3 separate regions of the Zea mays genome follow, and all the other regions are linked to region 3. The links are chromatin contacts, called in public Hi-C maps. All regions are on one chromosome and are shown on one strand. The core of a region is the stretch at or near the end of the contact, and the rest is flanking DNA. Distances in the headings are between cores, read along the strand shown.

The links. Hi-C and Micro-C count contacts between places; a contact is called where the count stands out from the background.
Region 1: a contact with region 3 is called in a Hi-C map of tassel, with 2.5 times the contacts expected there. The contact joins the enhancer-like site here to the promoter of LOC100277929 in region 3. A contact is called at or near these places in 2 of 25 Hi-C or Micro-C datasets (ear and tassel).
Region 2: a Hi-C map of leaf shows a contact between it and region 3, with 5 times the contacts expected there. The contact joins the promoter of LOC100194346 here to the promoter of LOC100277929 in region 3. A contact is called at or near these places in 2 of 25 Hi-C or Micro-C datasets (bundle sheath and leaf).

What each region holds. Positions count from the first base shown.
Region 1 is chr5:172,156,431-172,159,448 of Zm-B73-REFERENCE-NAM-5.0, forward strand. No RefSeq gene overlaps it. Among protein-coding and RNA genes, the nearest start is that of LOC109939567, 11 kb to the left of the region's middle. Within about 2 kb of position 1,466, at least 18 of the 20 cell types and tissues checked have an H3K27ac peak or open chromatin away from gene starts, as enhancers often do. A contact at or near this core is called in ear and tassel, where this site is marked.
Region 2 is chr5:172,181,795-172,184,537 of Zm-B73-REFERENCE-NAM-5.0, forward strand. It overlaps LOC100194346 (probable sodium/metabolite cotransporter BASS4, chloroplastic), which reads left to right and starts at 1,458. Exons shown (of 14, transcript NM_001309896.1): 1 at 1,458-1,716; 2 at 1,833-1,923; 3 at 2,374-2,481; 4 at 2,572-2,639. The coding sequence starts at 1,567.
Region 3 is chr5:171,750,267-171,753,302 of Zm-B73-REFERENCE-NAM-5.0, forward strand. LOC100277929 reads right to left here and starts at 1,684. Exons shown (of 3, transcript NM_001371688.1): 1 at 1,222-1,684; 2 at 990-1,070; 3 at 434-669. The coding sequence starts at 1,569. The coding sequence ends at 595. It overlaps LOC542238 (amylose extender 1), which reads right to left. Exons shown (of 22, transcript NM_001426901.1): 21 at 2,989-3,036; 22 at 2,558-2,892. The coding sequence ends at 2,809.

The sequences.
Region 1 (3,018 bases), core at 216-2,715, 410 kb after region 3:
GGACTGTCCGGTGTGCCACCCTTACAACAGTCTTCTTTCCAACGGCTAGTTGAGTTGGGGCCTATATATACTTCATCCAATCAACCATTTGAAGGTGTGGGAGCCCAAGCAACATACCAAGGCATATTGTAGACATTTCCAAGTGCTCAAACACCCAAGTGCTTAATAGAATCACTCGGTGATTAGCGTAGGTGCTTTGCGAAGTGCTTAGGTTAGTTAGACCGCATTAGCGCTTGCTCTAGGTGAATCCTAGTTAGTTGAGTGAGTTTAGACAAACCACACAACCCCTCGGCTCTTGCGTGGGCCGTTGAAATTGTATCGAGTGGGGCGAGAGTCTTGCGAGACCGTGACAACCGTGTTTGTGTCACGGCCGCCACCGTGTACCGGAGGGAACGAGGCCCGCGGCGTTTCGCCCGGAAGCTCGATAGTGGAGACGGCGGGGAGCGTCCGAGAGGAGCCGGAAGCGGAGCACCACTTGCGCGTGGAGAAGGCCCGTGGCTCTCTACGGAGTTACTCGACCGAGGTGCTTGGCCCTCGCGTGGGCTTCCCTTTGCGTAGGGGCACCAACGAGGATTAGTCGGGACCTTGCGTGGTTCCGGATACCTCGGTAAAAATACCGGCGTCATCCACGAGAGTTTTCTTCTCTACTTTTCTCTTTAAGTTTCCGCATTTATATTAAGCATTTAAGTTTCAATCTTGTATACATACTTATTTAGTGTAGATTGAAACTTAGCCATTGCAGTAGAGATAGCAACACTTAGAAAAAACCTAGTTTGCACTTTCTAGTTTGATTATTTGCATAGGTTTTGCTCTAGGGATTTAATTGTGGCCTAGTTTAGTTAAAGTTTTAGAAGTCCTAATTCACCCCCCCCCCCCTCTTAGGCGTCACCCGTTTCCTACATGCCCTTACCTTCCCTCTGTACTTCTGTAGTATTCGGTTGTGAGAGCATGTTTGTATAGATAGCTAATGTTGTGAGTGTATTATAAGGGCATTTGAGTATTTGGACAATATATTTAATGACTTTAGAATCTGTTTAGTCCCTAGAACCAAACAGTTAGAGAATAAAGTTTAGTCCTAGTACTAAAGTTTAACTAATTGAAACCAAATATGGCCTAAGTCTAAAATGAAAATGTCTAAATTCCTAACAATACCTTGATGGATCCAATGCCACGCCGGAGAAGCAGATCGCTGCATCAACGGCTCCGGGTGCTGTTGAAGTCACCAATCTAGCGTAGGCTCGCTGACCAATAATTATTGCGTGGTCTTCTCTTTTATCGATGACCGCTCAGCCCGTAACCACTAGCTGCGGCAATGGCAATATGGCATTGCATTTGCACGGACACGGAGACGGAGACAAGAAATGCTTGCGCGCGAGAGCCCACCGGCTGTGTGTTGGGCTAGTGCTGCTGCATGGGCCGGCCAGCATTCAGTATAGCCGAAGTGATGGCCCAAACAAGATCGCGCCAATCGTGCTAACGTGGCTATGGAGGTAGCTGCGTCGCGCCAACACTGACAAGCAGTGACGACCGACCTGACCCCGTACCGTGGCTAGCATACAACGAATCCACTCCTAGCTTCTGGTCGGTTCGTGCAGGCTGAAACAGTTGATGATTTGAGACGTGTGCGCAATGGGTCGTCGTCTCGGTTCGTGTTCTCTGCCCGTGCGTATACATGTGCAGGGGTATATATGATGATACATTATACCCACAAGTACGAGATCGATCGATCGGTCGTCCCGTCCGTACGTTCCCGGCTGCCATGCATGATGATTCGCTTGCAGAATCCTCTTGAATGCAAGGCGAATGCATCATTCGTTTGCTAGCTAGCTAGCTAGCTATACATAGGGCTTGTATTGTAGCGACGGTTGCATTGATTACATTTTTGGCACCCCCCTCTCTGTTTCAAAAATAAAATACATACTGGTTAATCGGTTATGGTCAGGATAATAACTGACTAGTAGGTGAAAACATACTTGCTTCGTCGCGCGTTTGAAGTTATCTGATGTTTTAATATTTGTAGGTACGTAGCTTTTTTTCTATATCTTATAGTTTAGAACGGATAAAGTAGTCATCAACTAGCTTGTATTAATTTAAATAATGTCATGTTTAAAACAGTGCGCGTACAAGATTATTATAGCCTCATGGCCATTACATGTTTAAATGAGAATGACGAATCAAGGGGACAGAAAGAAGAGATGTGAGCGCAAGAAGGGGCCAAATGACTGGTAAGATTTGTGTGAGTTAGGGTTTGTCTTGCCGATTTTCATACTCTACTGCTCCCTCCGTTTTCAAAATAATGTTCGTTTTAGCTTTTTTTATGTCTATTCAAGTATATATACACATATATAATACACATGCATTAAATATTGTATGAACCTACTAATACCACAAAACAAATTTTAATTTAGCACAGAGGGAGTATTAGGTATTCCAATTTATCTTGCGACGGATGCTACAAAATCAAAATGCACGCATCTCAAAAACACCGCGAAAACCCAATATTCCAGTGACCAGTGTGTGTGTGTGTTTTTTTAGGATAGATACATATAACTTGACTAATTATCGGCTCAAACCTGTGAAAATACATCTTGTTAATAATTATTTAAATTGGAGTCAGAGAATATTTGTCTTAGATGAACATTGGCCATCAACATAAATGAGTTGCTGAAAGTAATGTCTTTGGACTAGTTTTGTAGCTAGCTAGTACGATTAATTAAATATAGGCAACTAAAGTTTAGATGAGTAACCTTAGATCGCGTGTGCTGTAAACATATGGACTAATACTAAGAGAGACTAACAACTAATTTGACTGGATTAAACATAACAGTCCATCTTTTAATGAATATCCATGACTTAGATGCAACAACTAATATGCAATCAGACCTTATACGCAAGCTCGCTTTGCACACTTTGCGCATAAGGCCGGATTGCAGTGACCTAGCTAAATATATATACACCACTTACCAATTTACCATCAACATAAATCTGAATTGAATTACAACACAGAGTAACATTTTA
Region 2 (2,743 bases), core at 208-2,707, 430 kb after region 3:
AAACGGTTCTCTATCTATTTGAATACTTTAAACAACCGGTTTAATAAAACTAAAATATGTACAATACATTTGAGAGTATGACAAATACGTATGTACAAAAATTAAAAAAATTAAAATGTCTTTAATATAGGTATTTACATATAGAGGACGTAATTTAGAGGACGTTGTTGGAGAGAAAATAGATATAGGAGATGGAATCTTTTAGAGAAGACTGTAAAGGATGGATATAGAGGATATATATAGAGGACGTTGCTGGAGACAGTCTAAAAAGAGCTTTCTTCCGCTCTCTCTCTCCCTCTCTCGTAAAAGAAAAATAGGAAGCATATTCGTCTGGTTTTAATTTATATTTTATACAATATTTTGTTTCTATAAATTATAGCTCATGTTTCCATATGCTTTTTCACATGCTCATTGGGGTTTAGAGGACTGAGATAAAAACTAAAATAGAGACCCTTCAAATTTTTTATATAAAAATGTTACCAACATGTACACTCAAAACATATCTAAACTATATTAATAATAAGCAACAAATAAATAAAAAGATACATATTAAGTATTATCTTAAAAGTTAATCTACCATGTTTAGATATGATTGGGGGTTTGGACACTTCGTGATAGTCAACTAAGCTATTATATTATACTAGTCAAATGCCCATACATTATTGTAGTTTCTATATATTACATGAGTTTACTTTGTTTTAATAAAGCATAAAAAATTTTGTGTGTTTGTTTGTTAGGTGGTCAGGTGGATGTAAATATAGAGCCAACAATCAAGATTCAAAACCTATTTAGGTACAAACTTTACCTTATTTTTGTATAAAGCGAGAAGAAAGTGATGAAACACGACGATTGCAGAACCGTGGAAACCAGTGCTTTTATATAGTAGGGTGTGAGTTGTTGATCCAAGAGCTCTACCGAAGAGGGTCCATTGTTTGGTTCACTTCTGGCTTAAGTCTGGCTTTGAGAGCCAGGGCTACTGGATCCTGGCTCCGGTGTTTTATTTGTGTTTTATGAAGCATGGTCTAAGATGTTTTAAGACGAGTCTGACTCTATAGCTTTAGACAAGTAGCTAGATATATATCTCGCAGGAATTAGATCAAGCTCACAACAAACCAAACATCAGCTCTTTGCACCCTACGATGCAAGCACACATAAAACTAGCAACCAAATATGTTCTAAAGGTACGCACAACTTTGAGCATTTAAATCGATTTTTTATACACAAGAGACAACTACAAAACTTCATGATAAAATGGGATGTTATTAAAATCAATCACATCATAAATATAACTAACAGATAATATATAGAGAATCATGTAGAGACAGACTTGTATTTGTTTATTTAGTCCTCTTTCAATGTTCAGTTAAGTCTATGCTTCTAGCTCACTACATCATTCCGATTGAGTTTTAATTTAGAGACAAAACCAAAATCAAAGAGAGAGGACTAGTTTCTAGCCCAATCCACGGTGGAGCCCAGCCTCCACTCTCCAGTCCGGTTTTCAGTTGGTAGCCACGCGCACGGGGACGGGGTTCTCCCTTTGCTGTCGCCCCCGCCTCCGATTCCGCGATGATAACCCACCATCCCTCCCTGATCCGCCCATCTGTCCTCACCCTCCGTGCCGACGTCCTCCGTCGGCGCCCAACACTGCACGCCGTCGCCTCCGCGCCGCCTCCCCGATTGTGGTCTTTGCGCGCCACCACCGGTGGAACTTCGCCCGTAACAACCAAATCGAACCCCCTCGGATTCTCTGACACTCATTGGGCCATGCTTCGATTCAGTTGTAAATGCCTAGTTGCCTGAAAAAAAGTTGTAAACGCCTACTTGCTCCGCAGGTCAGTGGCGATGGAGGCAAACGCGCTGTGCCGCTTCCCACGCGTGGGCCCGCCCTGCTCGGCTTCGTGCGTAGCAACTTCCTCCCGCTTGGTGAGTTCCCGCTTGTACGCGATCCTAGCTTGTGCCTAACCTGTTAACCACCTTGATATCTATGGTCTGTTGGCGATTTTGTACTGCTGTTTCTGTATGTAATGTCAATTATGCGATGCTTGTCTTAATTGTGCGGTTGGACTTATGTACTCCACGACCCAAACTAGGCATATTTGACAATGCTTCAATGCCTCCAAATCCAAAATAGCCTTTGCATCTTTGTCATCGTGAAATTCTACTAAGCAGAAACATAGTGGATTAGAGAGAGATGGGTTTGTTTCTGGAGTGTAAATCAAGTATGATCTGTTGTTGAAAAGTTGAAGGTGCCAGTAGAGGCTACTCCTATGTCTAGAATTGCTTTCACGTTACCGCTATGTATTTGACAAGAACATGCAAATACCTCTGGTTTTGAACTTTCATGGACTGATTTGTGTCTTTTCCATTGATAAGCTCTCATTGGTGGGATCATATTGGGTCTTCTAGATCCTACTCTTGGATGCCTTGCACACAAATACTCCCTGTCAAAGTACAGCACTTTTGGGATATTCGTTATCTCAGGTTCGGTTGCTTAACCCTATTCGTGTGAATCCCTGTTCTATTACAGTATTACTTCTGTGTTCTGCTGATAGCTTCCTCTTGGCTGCATAGGACTGACCCTGCGCACTAGGGAGCTTGGTGCAGCGTTAGAAGCTTGGCCTGCTGGACTATATGGACTAGTATGACCTTATGTTTGTTCTGTGGCTGCCAGACTTAGGGCATGTTTGGTTTGTGGCTAAATGTGCCACACTTTGCCTAAGGTTAGTCATTCAAATTGAATAAC
Region 3 (3,036 bases), core at 434-2,933:
TAAACTGTTACACACACCGTCAGAGCAGATGACACGGCACAACAAGTGAAATGCACGCATGCATTTAAATTTTTATAGGTAATAATTTTGCATAAAGATATGGTTCAATGCGGAATTTGCTCATTGGCACCATCAATTCACAGATTTGGCAAGTAACATTATAAAATCAAGTCTTTTATCCTTGAGCGTCTCAACCATAATTATATAGTATTTTCTCCGTTCTTTTTTTTATCGTGTTTTAGTTTAAAAATTAACTGGCAATTGACACATAGCACCTACAGATATGATAAAGTGAGCTCGTAGTTCTATTTACATAACGATAAATCTAAGAACCATTTGGTATCTGATTCTGATATTGGTATTTCAAATACGTTTAGGACCAATGGTGCCGCAGAGCAACGATTACAAGCCAAGGATAGTGAACCATCGGTTACAAATCATGTGTACAAATACACAAATCCAATCATCAAGTACGTCGCAGGAAAAAAAATTGCACGTTGAGCTTCAGTCATTGCTAGTTCGATTTCTCTTATGGGCCGGAATACCACGACTACCTTACCACCATCGTCATCCTCTTCTTCCATGAGATCAGATCTAGTAGAGGGATTCTATCGTCTTGTTGAGCTCCTCCAGCTTCTTCATCCGCAGCCTCTCGCTCTCGCTTACGAGCTGCCAGAAAGAACACGTTATTATTTTATTGTTTTAGATGACCAACCTCTGAGTGAAACATGTGTCAACAGACACGTTCTTATTAGGGAAAAAATAGAGGACCAAGTCAGTTGGGCCTAGTAGTACAGTAATAATATGGAAATGGCCCAACCAATTCCATCCATCGGATTGGTATATGAATTTCACAGGAATTATTATTGGTTCTAAAACAGCCTTAATCCTTTTTATTTTCCGCAGCAGAACAAAATATGCCTACCGAGACGGTTCTCAAAACAAAAGCTAGCTATAGCGCGCGCGGATTGCAAAAGAATTGAACTGACCTCCAACAGCCTATTGACCAGCGTGGCTTTCTCGTTGTTCTTCTCGTTGTAGGCCTCGAGGCACATCTTGTACTCCTTCTCCTGCACACGCACATGTTCGGAGACAAACACACGATCAGCAAGCAGTACGTGTTGCTACCTGCTTGACTTCGTTCTATAGCCATTCGGTCGAAGTGAAAAACCCGAATGGAGAAACACTCGTGTTGTGTTCCAGTGTCTTGTAGTGACGTACCTTTTTGAGGCACGTCTTGCCGAGCGGCTTGAGCTGCCTGTTGACCTTGTCGATGCGCTTGCGGATGGCGTCGACCTCCCGGCGCGTGGGGTCGGCCATGAGCTCCAGCTCCTGGCGGATGAAGGCCAGTCGTTTGGTCTCCTCCTCCACCCGGCCCAGCATGGAGAACACCTTGTCCCGCACCTCCACCTTCTTGCGCTCGATCTCCTCCTCCTTCTCCTTGAACAGCGACAGCGCCGACCGCGACGACTGCTCCGCCCACTCCCCCACCTCCTCGCCGCCGCCCGTCGACGCGCTGCGCACGCACACGATCTGCATCTGCTGCTCCTCCTTGCCGCTGCACTCCATCTGTCGTCGCTGCTAGCTGCCAACACTGCCCTCCAAACGGCTAGCTAAGCTAGGGCAGTGTGTAGAGCAGGAGAGGCCTCTTGCGCCCTAAGCCGTGTAAAGAAATTGGTAGTAGGAGTAGCCTGCATCTAACAACCGTCCATCTATTTATTCCTCCAGCTTCCATGTGCTCGCTCTCCCTTTTACTGTTGTATTGTTTTGCAAACGATCGAGAGCCCAGTACTAGCTAGTGTCCTAGCTACTCGAAGCCTGAACCTTTAAGCAAGCACCGGTGATCTGTATGAATTGTTATATTGTTTTGATTGATGTTATATGTATCTTAGTGCAGGTGTCACTTGTCACTCATCAACTCATACTATTAGCTGCTTATGGTAATGATAGCACAAGCTTCCTGGGCATCGATGGAGGAAATAAAACCAACCAAGCTGTATGCCATGACCCGAGACAACATCATTCCACGTACATGTGATGTGAGCAGGAGAGCGGCTCCGGACTGGCCCAAGGCCAAGACCAACAGCGAAGTATCATAAAAACTTGAAAAGCGTTAGGTGAGATCCAACAAGTCGAGTAGGAGTAACTCTTGAGCAATCTCAGTGTACATTCCCTGTCACCAGTTGGTGTGACCAAATGCACGCGTGATCGTCTCCGAGGCGAGGATACGATAATGCATGCATCCAAGCATTAGTAAAACCCCGTATCCATGTCTATCGTTGTAGGATTAACATCTAAGGCAGGCAAGCCGAGGTATACCTGCAACGGCAAGCTGGGACGGGGGAGTAGTGTCTTCAGGGACACTGGAAAGGTAGTGCTTTGCGTGTCTGAATCTGAGTGAGTCGGTAATCGGGAGGGGTGGCATTTAAAAGTAAGCAGAGCAGGCAGCAGGGGCCACATTGCTGGCTGCTCTGTAGTCGGACATGCAACCCCCCAGCTTGAAACCTATGCGCTGCAGCCGATTGTCTAACTCTAAGACCATCAGTGCCCAACGGAATGAAACAAGTGCAAACAATCAGCCATCAAGCATTAGGAAAGCGAAAAACGAAAACTCTATGTTTAATTGACACCTTGAAGGTCTTAAATATATAGAGAGGACAACGCAGCGAGATGCATGGGCTTTCCAGCATCGATTAAAGTATCAGAACCTTATTGTAGCATGCATGCATGCATCTGCCGGTTTTGGAAGAAGGTTTTTCCTCACATCGACAGCCCCACACATGCCGCGCAGCAACGAGTACCCCGCTATCACTCCACTGGAGCATAGACGACACATGTTCTGCTTGGTGTATAAACCGAGAATGAATATGGCCTATTATCATGCGAACAGTCCTGCAAGTAATGGCCATAACAGAAGTTAGTTCACCTCTGTCAGGAACAAGTTGACATCTGCGTACCTAGAGCAGTATCACGTGCCACAAAACTTACGGCGGTGAAGTGCTCGGCTGCGTGATGGATCCTGCTAAATCCACCAAA